Linked DNA regions of Danio rerio: region 1 is linked to region 2. Evidence: chromatin contacts called from public Hi-C data. All regions are on one chromosome and are shown on one strand. Each heading gives the region's core, a stretch centred on a gene start, on an enhancer-like site or on the middle of the called end of the contact. The rest is flanking DNA. Distances are from core to core; before and after follow the strand shown.

What was found. A called contact is a pair of places that touch in the nucleus more often than the background predicts.
Region 1: a Hi-C map of embryo shows a contact between it and region 2, with 2.6 times the contacts expected there. The contact joins two enhancer-like sites. A contact is called at or near these places in 2 of 18 Hi-C or Micro-C datasets (embryo and fibroblasts).

What each region holds. Positions count from the first base shown.
Region 1 is chr13:34,744,213-34,749,133 of GRCz12tu, reverse strand. No RefSeq gene overlaps it. Among named protein-coding and RNA genes, the nearest start is that of rrp12, 30 kb to the left of the region's middle. Within about 2 kb of position 2,518, at least 13 of the 62 cell types and tissues checked have an H3K27ac peak or open chromatin away from gene starts, as enhancers often do.
Region 2 is chr13:34,606,480-34,610,925 of GRCz12tu, reverse strand. ptpn20 (protein tyrosine phosphatase non-receptor type 20) reads right to left here. Exons shown (of 47, transcript XM_073920136.1): 36 at 4,108-4,172; 37 at 1,658-1,819; 38 at 748-922. Among named protein-coding and RNA genes, the nearest start is that of mapk8a, 43 kb to the right of the region's middle. Within about 2 kb of position 1,750, at least 13 of the 62 cell types and tissues checked have an H3K27ac peak or open chromatin away from gene starts, as enhancers often do.

The DNA.
Region 1 (4,921 bases), core at 1,269-3,768, 140 kb before region 2:
TTACTAATACAGTACGTTAATATCAATGCAATGTGAAACACCCTGCTGAGACGGGGGTTTCATGGCCCTCTAAGAAGTTCTTTTTTTGTACAAGTGTGATTTTTATATACAGCATCTTTTGTATACAACAACTGTGCTATATCTGGGTTGATAAATGTCGTAATTTGCTGTTTTTAATGCCAATTATTTTGTTAGAATTTGACAATCTTGACTTAGTAAGTCATGTCCCAGCTAAATAATAATAATTTAATAAATAATAATAATAATTGTTATGATGATAATTTAATGTAATGGTTAGTACCTAATAAATGTCCGAAAGCACACTTAAATCGGAACTTTAATGGTCAATGTTTGCTGTTTTTTTATTATCATGGTTCATTATCATTGGTATAAAGCTAATCAATTGACTGTTTTTAATGTATACTGGAAATGGGGATCAATAAAATAATATACAGTGGTTTAGAGCAGTTTCCCAACCACGTTCCTGGAGGTCATTGTTTTGGATGTCTCCTTATCTGTCACACCCATAGCAGGTCTTTCGGTCTCAGCTAAAGAGCTGCTGATCTGAATCAGCTGTGTTTGGTTAAGGAGACGTGGATGTGCAGAGCTGGGTGGTTGAGAAACTGGTTTAGAGTACAATAGTAATTCACTATTAGTTGTTGAGGGTTTCCAAAGTCTCCTGAGTAATTTCTATATGGCTTTTTTGAAAATTTAGCATTGAAGATGTTCTTGCGATATCACAGGAAGTTAATTTCGGGTGTTTTAATTAACTAATTTGTGTTTGCATATTTTCACTTCATTTCACTCGTTGAAGTACATTAGTCTGCTATGTTTATCATGATGTTCACGAGACGCTTTTGGTGAACTTTTAGCTACAAACAATCCTACAAAGATTATAGAATGAATCTTTGTTGTTGAGGTTAATTTTATTAAAATGCCAGACGCAGGCCCGGATTAAGAACTCAGGGGCCCCTGGGCACACTATCTTGTAAGGCCCCCTACCTGGCCGCACCCCTGTAGTTGAATTTAAAAAATAAGAATAATATAATAATTTTTAAATAAAATGAATCTATAATTTGTTGCCCACATATTTAAATAAATGATATATAGTACATATGTATTTATAGTCTGCAAAGATTTAAATTATTTTTCAAAGCATTAAATAAAAATACTAATAAAACTACACACACACACACACACACACACACACACACATATATATATAATTTATTTTTTTAAGGGTATTTTAGTGTATTGCTTTTACAAACTTATAAAGCATATTATTGCCATGGCATATAACGCACAATGCTTCTCCAATCCAGTTCTATGAATCTGAGTCTTTCATAATACAAACACTGATTTACTGTCTCTCTCCTCCTCTCCCTGTATTTTCTCTACTCTTCTCGTGATGAAGGCTTGATTATAAACCTAAAAGTATCCGAAATCACACACACTATACCTCTTCTCTCCCGTCTCTCTCCTCTTCTGGGCCTTTCTCTCTCTCTCTCTCTCTCTCCCTCTCTCTCTCCTTTTCTGTCTGTCTCTCACATGATGGATCCAGTCCGCGCTGCGCTGCCGTTAGCATCCTCCGCCTGGTTAATGCTAGCTACTCGTCATTTAAAGTTAACGTCTTCTTCTGTACCCTCATTCTCCTGATCACAGGTCTGTTTAAAGAAGGTGTGTATGGAAAATGCCTCAATAAAGATGCCTCCTCTCCTCTTTCTCTCGCGTTTGCTAAATCCACTTGTCCACTCATTTTTGATCTATGACAGATATAACGTTACACTGAAGTCCGCTCAGTTTAGTGCGGGTTATTACAAAACTGACGTTTCCGCACTTGACCAATTACAGCATTCTGTTTAGTTAAAGAAAGAAAGGCAATTTAAATATAATACTAATATTAATATTTGATCGCGATTTTTTTGCTCAGAGGAAATACAGTTGTCTGAGCAATATAGTTTTTGAAGAGAGGGAGGCGCGGCAGGCGCCTATAATAAGGCTAAACATTATTAAATACCCACGAGACACTTGTGACTTTATATCACATTTGCATTATTTTAAAAAAATGTTTCTTTCCTGTTAAAAATAAATATATTTCCAATCTGATATGTAATGGGGAGAAATAAAAGTAGCACGAGTTCAGCTGATGGTGGATTCGAACCGATGTTATGATTAATCGCGTCAAAAGATGAAGCCGTGTGCCTTACAAGGTGCGCCACTGCGGCTGTGTTAGTTCACAGCTCTTTACTCATCTTGTCTCTATCAATGAGGCATCGATGGGCGTAAACCCCGAATAGCTTAGTCCAACTAGATGCGCTATTTGCAATTAGCCTAAAAAGACACTCCGAAATTGTCTTTTTTTCTCCCCCCTCGCAGGGGCCCCTAGTGCGCACGGGCCCCTGGGCCTGTGCCCATAAGGCCCATTGGTTAATCCGGCCCTGGCCAGACGTATTTCAACCAATTATTTCAAATTTGTCTAGTGTACAACGGTAGTTTTGGCCAACAGATGGCACTGTTTCTCTTCACAGGAGATTGAAAGGTCAAATTGAAACGTACATTCCTTTCAAAACGTTACTAATGGTTGTAACTTGTAACTGCAAAATAATTACGTTTTTATACGTCCTAGTTTTGAATCTGACATGACAAAGAGACTTGTATTTCGATTATTGTTGTAAATGGACATGAACGAGCCTCCTCTGAATCTGAGGCAGTGGATGTTAGTCATAGTGTGTAGCTGTTATTGTGAAGATCTCCAGTGAGGCCTGCAGGTTTGTGGCTCCTGTCAACACTCTGATGTTTCTCATGAGTGTTCAGCGCATCCAGCCAAAGGAGCTGCAGTCATCAGACCATATGAATCATGTCAAGTTACATGATGGGAATCAAGCTCCTGCTGAGTATTAATTCCTTTCAGAGCAGAACGAGGTTGACTGTCAGCCATATGTGAAAATAAAGGGAAATACAGCTAAACAAGAAGATTTATTGTTATCTGTAGAATTTGGACAGAATGAATGCTGTGTTTTTAATGTAACTTAGACGTAATGGCAGTAAATGTTTGATTTTTGAAAGCATGTCAAACAATTTACAGACAAATCATCACCAAGGACCATGATTCAGCTAAAAAAAATTTATATTTTACTAGAAAATTGTCACATATTTTTGCTGGCTTGTGGAATATCCTTTTAAAGCTATTGCTTTTTTCACTGCCAGATCTTGAGCTCAAGATCAAACAATTCTAAAACTGAATACTTTATCATTCCTTTTCTACATATACACTCAATGGCTATAATATTGATCTTATTTTCCTATAATTAAAGGGAAGACATGGGATTATTTAAAAATTTTCTTGAAAGCAAAAGACACATTCACACAAGCACCAAGAGTCCAACCCATGAACATAAAATTTTTCACTTTAATATTTTCTTACTCTTCAGAACTACTGTGTATTACCATATTCCACAAAGGAAAAGACAAATATATATTATATCAAATGTCATGCCTGAGCATCCTGTACCAGTGGTGGACACCCTGTCATTTTATATTCAAGTGCCTACCAGGAACCCAAGGCTAAATAAATTAGAGGACTGTAGTGCTGCCCTGCAGTCACAACAAGTCAGATTTTCATTTTTAAAGATGCGGCCAATTTATATCATCCACAAATTAAAACTGAGCATAATGTATACCACAATTACTCTATTAAGCTTGTTCTAATCTTGCACATGCAGTCATCTACTAAAATATTTAATACTTGATTAATAAATACCCAAAATTAACATTCAAAGTTCTTTAAGTGCCTTAAAAATTAATTAATTTTGCATGTAGAATAATCATGCATTGATGCAGTCCCACTTTTAGTGCCTCTTTTTATATCATAGTTCTTTTCACTCGCTTACAAGCGTTTGTCCAACCTGTTTCAAAACTCTACACACAATTAGCACAGCGTCTTTTGTGGCCGTACCATTCACACTTTAATGTCGTTTTCACCCAATATGCAGTCAGTGAACATATTTCCCCAGTGCTTACATTTTCTGAACAGACAAACTATAGCTCCCAACAAAATGATGGATTGTTTTTGATGTATTTACGAATGTTGATCCCACACTCTGCTTCTGCAATTATATAATTTCAAAAATAATATCAATATCATAAATATATCTCAGCTGATAATAAACAAACAATTGAATAATTGATACACAGCTCATTTATGTTGGAGAAACTGGGCCAACCTCTGGCTTAGACTCTGTGGCAGAGATTACACTTACATTTACACTTATACAGTGAAAGGAGGACTTTGAGGAGTGATGTTGATGAAAACATGTGCCCTAACCCTGAAGATGGCAGAGATTAGAAATAGTAATTTTGTGCTTTTTTTTATATCCCCCCATTTTTATCTGGGCTTTTTCCTGTTGTTTTGTTTTGTTTAAAATGCTCTTGTGTGTTTCATGGATATTTTGTTTACTGTAAGCAATGCTGTAAAACATTTTCTGTTCTATCAGTGTGTTCCCATTCTACCTCTTGAAGTCAACAGTAAAGGAAAAAAGTCAGATCTGAGTCATTCTAAGTCAGATTTTCAGTGTTTTGCTAAAGTTAGTGTGGGCAGAGAAAGATGTGTTTTATTTAAAAGAGTTAGTATATAATTAACAATATGTTGTTTTGAGAAGAAATTAACAATTTGTTCAACTGTGTTTTGTAATGTGTGTGCATTTATATATATAGCGCATTTATTATAGATGGCCATACACTCAAAGCGCTTCACAATCATGAGGAGGGTCTCTCCACACCACCACCAGTGTACAGGATCCACTTGGATGATGTGATGGCAGCCAAAGGACAATGACGCCAGTGCGCTCAACACACACCAGCTATAGGTGGAGTGGAGAGACAGTGAGCCAATTTGGTGGAGAGGGATGATTGAGAAGCTATT
Region 2 (4,446 bases), core at 501-3,000:
AATGATGAAAAAATGTGAAATTAATATTTGTAACATACGCTACTGTTCAAATGTTTAGGGATCTAAATTGATGGATAAAATTTTATACACATTTTAAATATATTTTTTGTAATAGAAAATAGATAAAATAGAAAATTTTTTAAACTGCCATCATCTTTAGGTTTTACCTAAAATTATTGTAATAAACACTTATTATCATTGTAAATGTTATCAAGTATTTTGCAGCTTATTACAACTTGTGGAAAGTAATACATTTATTAAGGATTTCTAAATTAAGTTTATTTTTTCATTATTTTAAATAGAAATATTGTGAAACATTCATTGTCATTTTAATTCAACTAAAAGGATCTGTGCTGAAAAAGTATTAAAGTAAAAATTTCATAAAAAATTTATAAACTCATTAATAAATCCTTCTCTTATCAAACCTTTGAAAAGCATGTATTACAAATTTTTTTTAATTTAGAGTTTAGGTACAATGTAAAAACTGATCAAATCTAAATACTGGTTTATTATTATATATTGAGGATGCAACTGTTTATAACTATTGATACAATACACTATTTATAAGGTATTGCTTTTTATAGCACTTCGTCCTGGTACTTACTTATAAAAAGTGTTAGAAGAAACACATCATTAGATTGACTGCATCATTAATTATATTATATTTTAATGTTGCAGTCAATCTAATGTAATAGATGCCCCAGTACAGGAGGGATACCCGGAGCGGGTCGTATCAAGTTTGCTGACCTGCAGAATTCAGTGTGTTGAAATTCCCATGGGCCTCAGTGGGGTAGTTGGAAGCAGAGCAGGCGGACATGGGCAGGATGTCCCTACACACCGTCAGCTGAACCGTGCCCTCCGCCTTCCTCAAAATATCCACAACTTTACTATGGCTCAGTCCTGATACAATGATGCCATTAACCTGCACACACACACACAGCTCTGATGTAAAAATCTGTGTTTACTTGTTACTTGCTTGCATGTTCTGAACCTGATTATGTTTCATAACCTAACAAAGCATGTGCACATCTTGTAAACATGCCAACCTATTTTTACTTCATCAGAATAAGTTATGTCACAACTAGATTTTTGCCTTTTCCAACTTCACCTAGCAATGCAATGAAATGTTTTCTGTCATCATTATTGAAGTGTGGATTTGCGAATGTGACAGAACAGCAAACACTTAATGTTCCCCTAATATATGTTTTTGGTTCCTGTTTATTATTTTTTCAAGAACCAAAAACTGACTTTACGTCAACATTCTTTTTAGTTTGTTTGATAACCATGAAATAACAATCCCAGAACATTGTAGGGTGGTTATTTTAAAGAAAACACATCTATAGAGAACGTTCTCTCATGGTTACTCTTAAATTATTATTTGCAACCATAAAATTTGCGTTTCCGGGACGTTGAATATTGGTTATTTAAAAAACAATCTAAAAACAACATATACAGAATGCTTCCTATAGATTATCTTTAGTAAGATTAGAAATTTAAATATTCAGGGGAAAATATTCTGATGTAATAATAAAGTCTTGCATGTAAACCATGACAACGGGTTATTTCAGTTGATTTTTATAAGCTTGATTTGATTTAAGTTATCAGCATATTAGTTGTGCATGTAAATGTGTTAACTGAGCAAAAGATTGACACACACCTCCAGAAGGATGTCACCCACTCGAAGACGACCGTCCTGCTCAGCCACGCCCCCACAGCATATGTCCTTCACTCTCAGTGTGCTGCCGTTGACTCCGCCCACCAGTGCAAAGCCCAGCCCACCACGATCAGGCTTGGTGAACTCCACCTGCAGGATACAGCTCTACAGGAAGAGGGGCAGAGAAACTGGGATATTTAGGCAAACTAAACACTGAGGCCTTCTAAAGTACTGCACAGAAATCTTTATTGGATTTAGAATTAAAACATTAGTATAAAGTGATGGAAACTGATCCATTTGCTCAGGTTAGACAGATCAGTATTCAGGATGTGAGATTTTTTGGTTAGACATCACAATGTGGTTTGAATTGTTAACATTAGTGTTATAAGATTTACAAGTTAATAAATTCTGTAAAATGTTTTGTTTGTAGTTTATTTGTGAACAAAAATATAATGTCCAATAGTTTATAATAAATAATATTAACAAATTAGACCTTATTGTAAGGTGTTTTCAAAATTTTCACTGTAAAACGTTTCACTTGGTTACATTTATAAACTTAAGTTCACCAGCTGCCTTGAAAATGTGTCAACTCAACTTAGAGAGATTCTTTGTTTCAGCTTAAGATGTTGAGTTTTGTTGAATATTGTGAAACTCAACATCTTAAGCTGAAACAAAGAATCTCACTACGTTTATTTGACTCAATTTTTAAGGCAGTTGATGATAAACCCCTCACCAAAATGCTACTGTTCAATCACAAACTATGCAGATATACACATTGAAGTCCAAATTATTAGCCCTCATTTGAAATTTTCATTCTTTTGAAAATATTTCCCAAGTGTCGTTTAACAGAGAGAACTCATTTACTCATTACTTATAAGTCAATAACTCCTTTCTTATTTCTTTTGTCTTTGCCATGATAACAGTACATAATATTTAACTAGGTCAGCAGTTCCCAAATTTTTTAAGCCCTCGACCCTCAAAATAACAATTCCAGTTACTCACAACCCCCACTATTCTCGAAGGTGGTTATAAACATACAAACATTGCACACAATGTGCACAAACACCAATAGGAACTAAATACACATGAGCATATTAACAGCACAAAAAAGTGCAGCAGTCTAACAACCTTTTTTTTCTGTCATTATTAATTTGTTAAGGAGATTTTGATCATCCTCCATGTTCAGTTGTGGCCTTTTTTTAATGTATGTGAGTGTGTATAGGTGTCAAAGTTGAACATTATGCCATAAAATCAATCTGCTGCATCTGACAACATTGCTGTGTCATTAATATAACCAAAACAACCCAGGGGTTGCAATCCAATGGAAAAAAATGAAAGGCTGATGGCTTTTTTTTCCATGTTGTTTTTTAAATATGTAACCAAATAGTATTTTATCTTCTGTAGGTTATGGATGAAATATGGTAGTTCTAATAGTTTAATAATATGTTCAATGTCTCGCGACCCCCACTTAGGGAACCACTGGACTAGTTATTTTGCAGTAGTGCAATTTAAAGGCTCAACTAGGTTTATTAGGCAAGTAAGGTTAATTGATTAGGCAAGCAATTAGACAACAGTGTTTTAATGTTTAGCAAATGGAAAAAAAAGTATTTCTTAAGGAGGCTAATAATATTGACCTTAAAATGATTGTTCTTATATATATATATATATATATATATATATATATATATATATATATATATATATATATACATACATATATATATATATATATATATATATATATATATATATATATATATATATATATATATATATATATACATATACATATATATATATATATATATATATATATATATATATATATATATATATATATATATACATATACATATATATATATATATATATATATATATATATATATATATATAATATATATATATATATATATATATATATATATATATATATATATATATATATATATATATACATATATATATATACATACATACATATATATATATATATATATATATATATATATATTTACACACACACATATATATATATATATATATATATATATATATATATATATATATATATATATATATATATATATACATATATATATAATTGCAGCCAAACTAAAAGTAGTAAAACTTTCTCCCAAAGAAAAGACATTATGAAATACTGTGAAAATTGACCTCAAGTTGAATTAAATTTTTACAGTTCAGTCACAGTATAAATGGCAAACAGCACTTCATATAATTGTAGTGCATATAAACAAGCAACTGTTCTCCTTTTCCAGGAAAACTTTATCGTATCGCTTTCTGAATAGTTTAATATCAATGAATTATGAATTCAGTGCTGATGATAATTACACAAGTACTGTATTTAGAGGTGAAAGAAAGAGATTACAAAGCAAGGGTCACATTACAGTCCATGCCATCAGTCTGAAACAATACAGAGGGACAAACACATACCTCCTGCTCCGCTGTGACCGACAGCCTCTTCCTGAACAGCATGGCACTGTCAGCGACTGCTTTAACTGAAACACAAATAAAAAAGATTTCTATTTCAAAAACTGTAGACATCAAAGTCATCAGAAATAAATACAAATCAACCCAAGTATCACACCACATAATATTCTTCCAGCTAAAAATGAAAGCAAGTGCAAAGCGATGAAAAAACAATTCCTAAACTCACAAATGCCCCTCTCCTTTGCTGCCATACCAGCGGCAGGTGTGTTGATGCCACTAAAGGTAAGCTATGCCTGCTTTTTGAAGCTCTTTCGGACCTCCTGGCCAGCGGTTTCCTAGCAA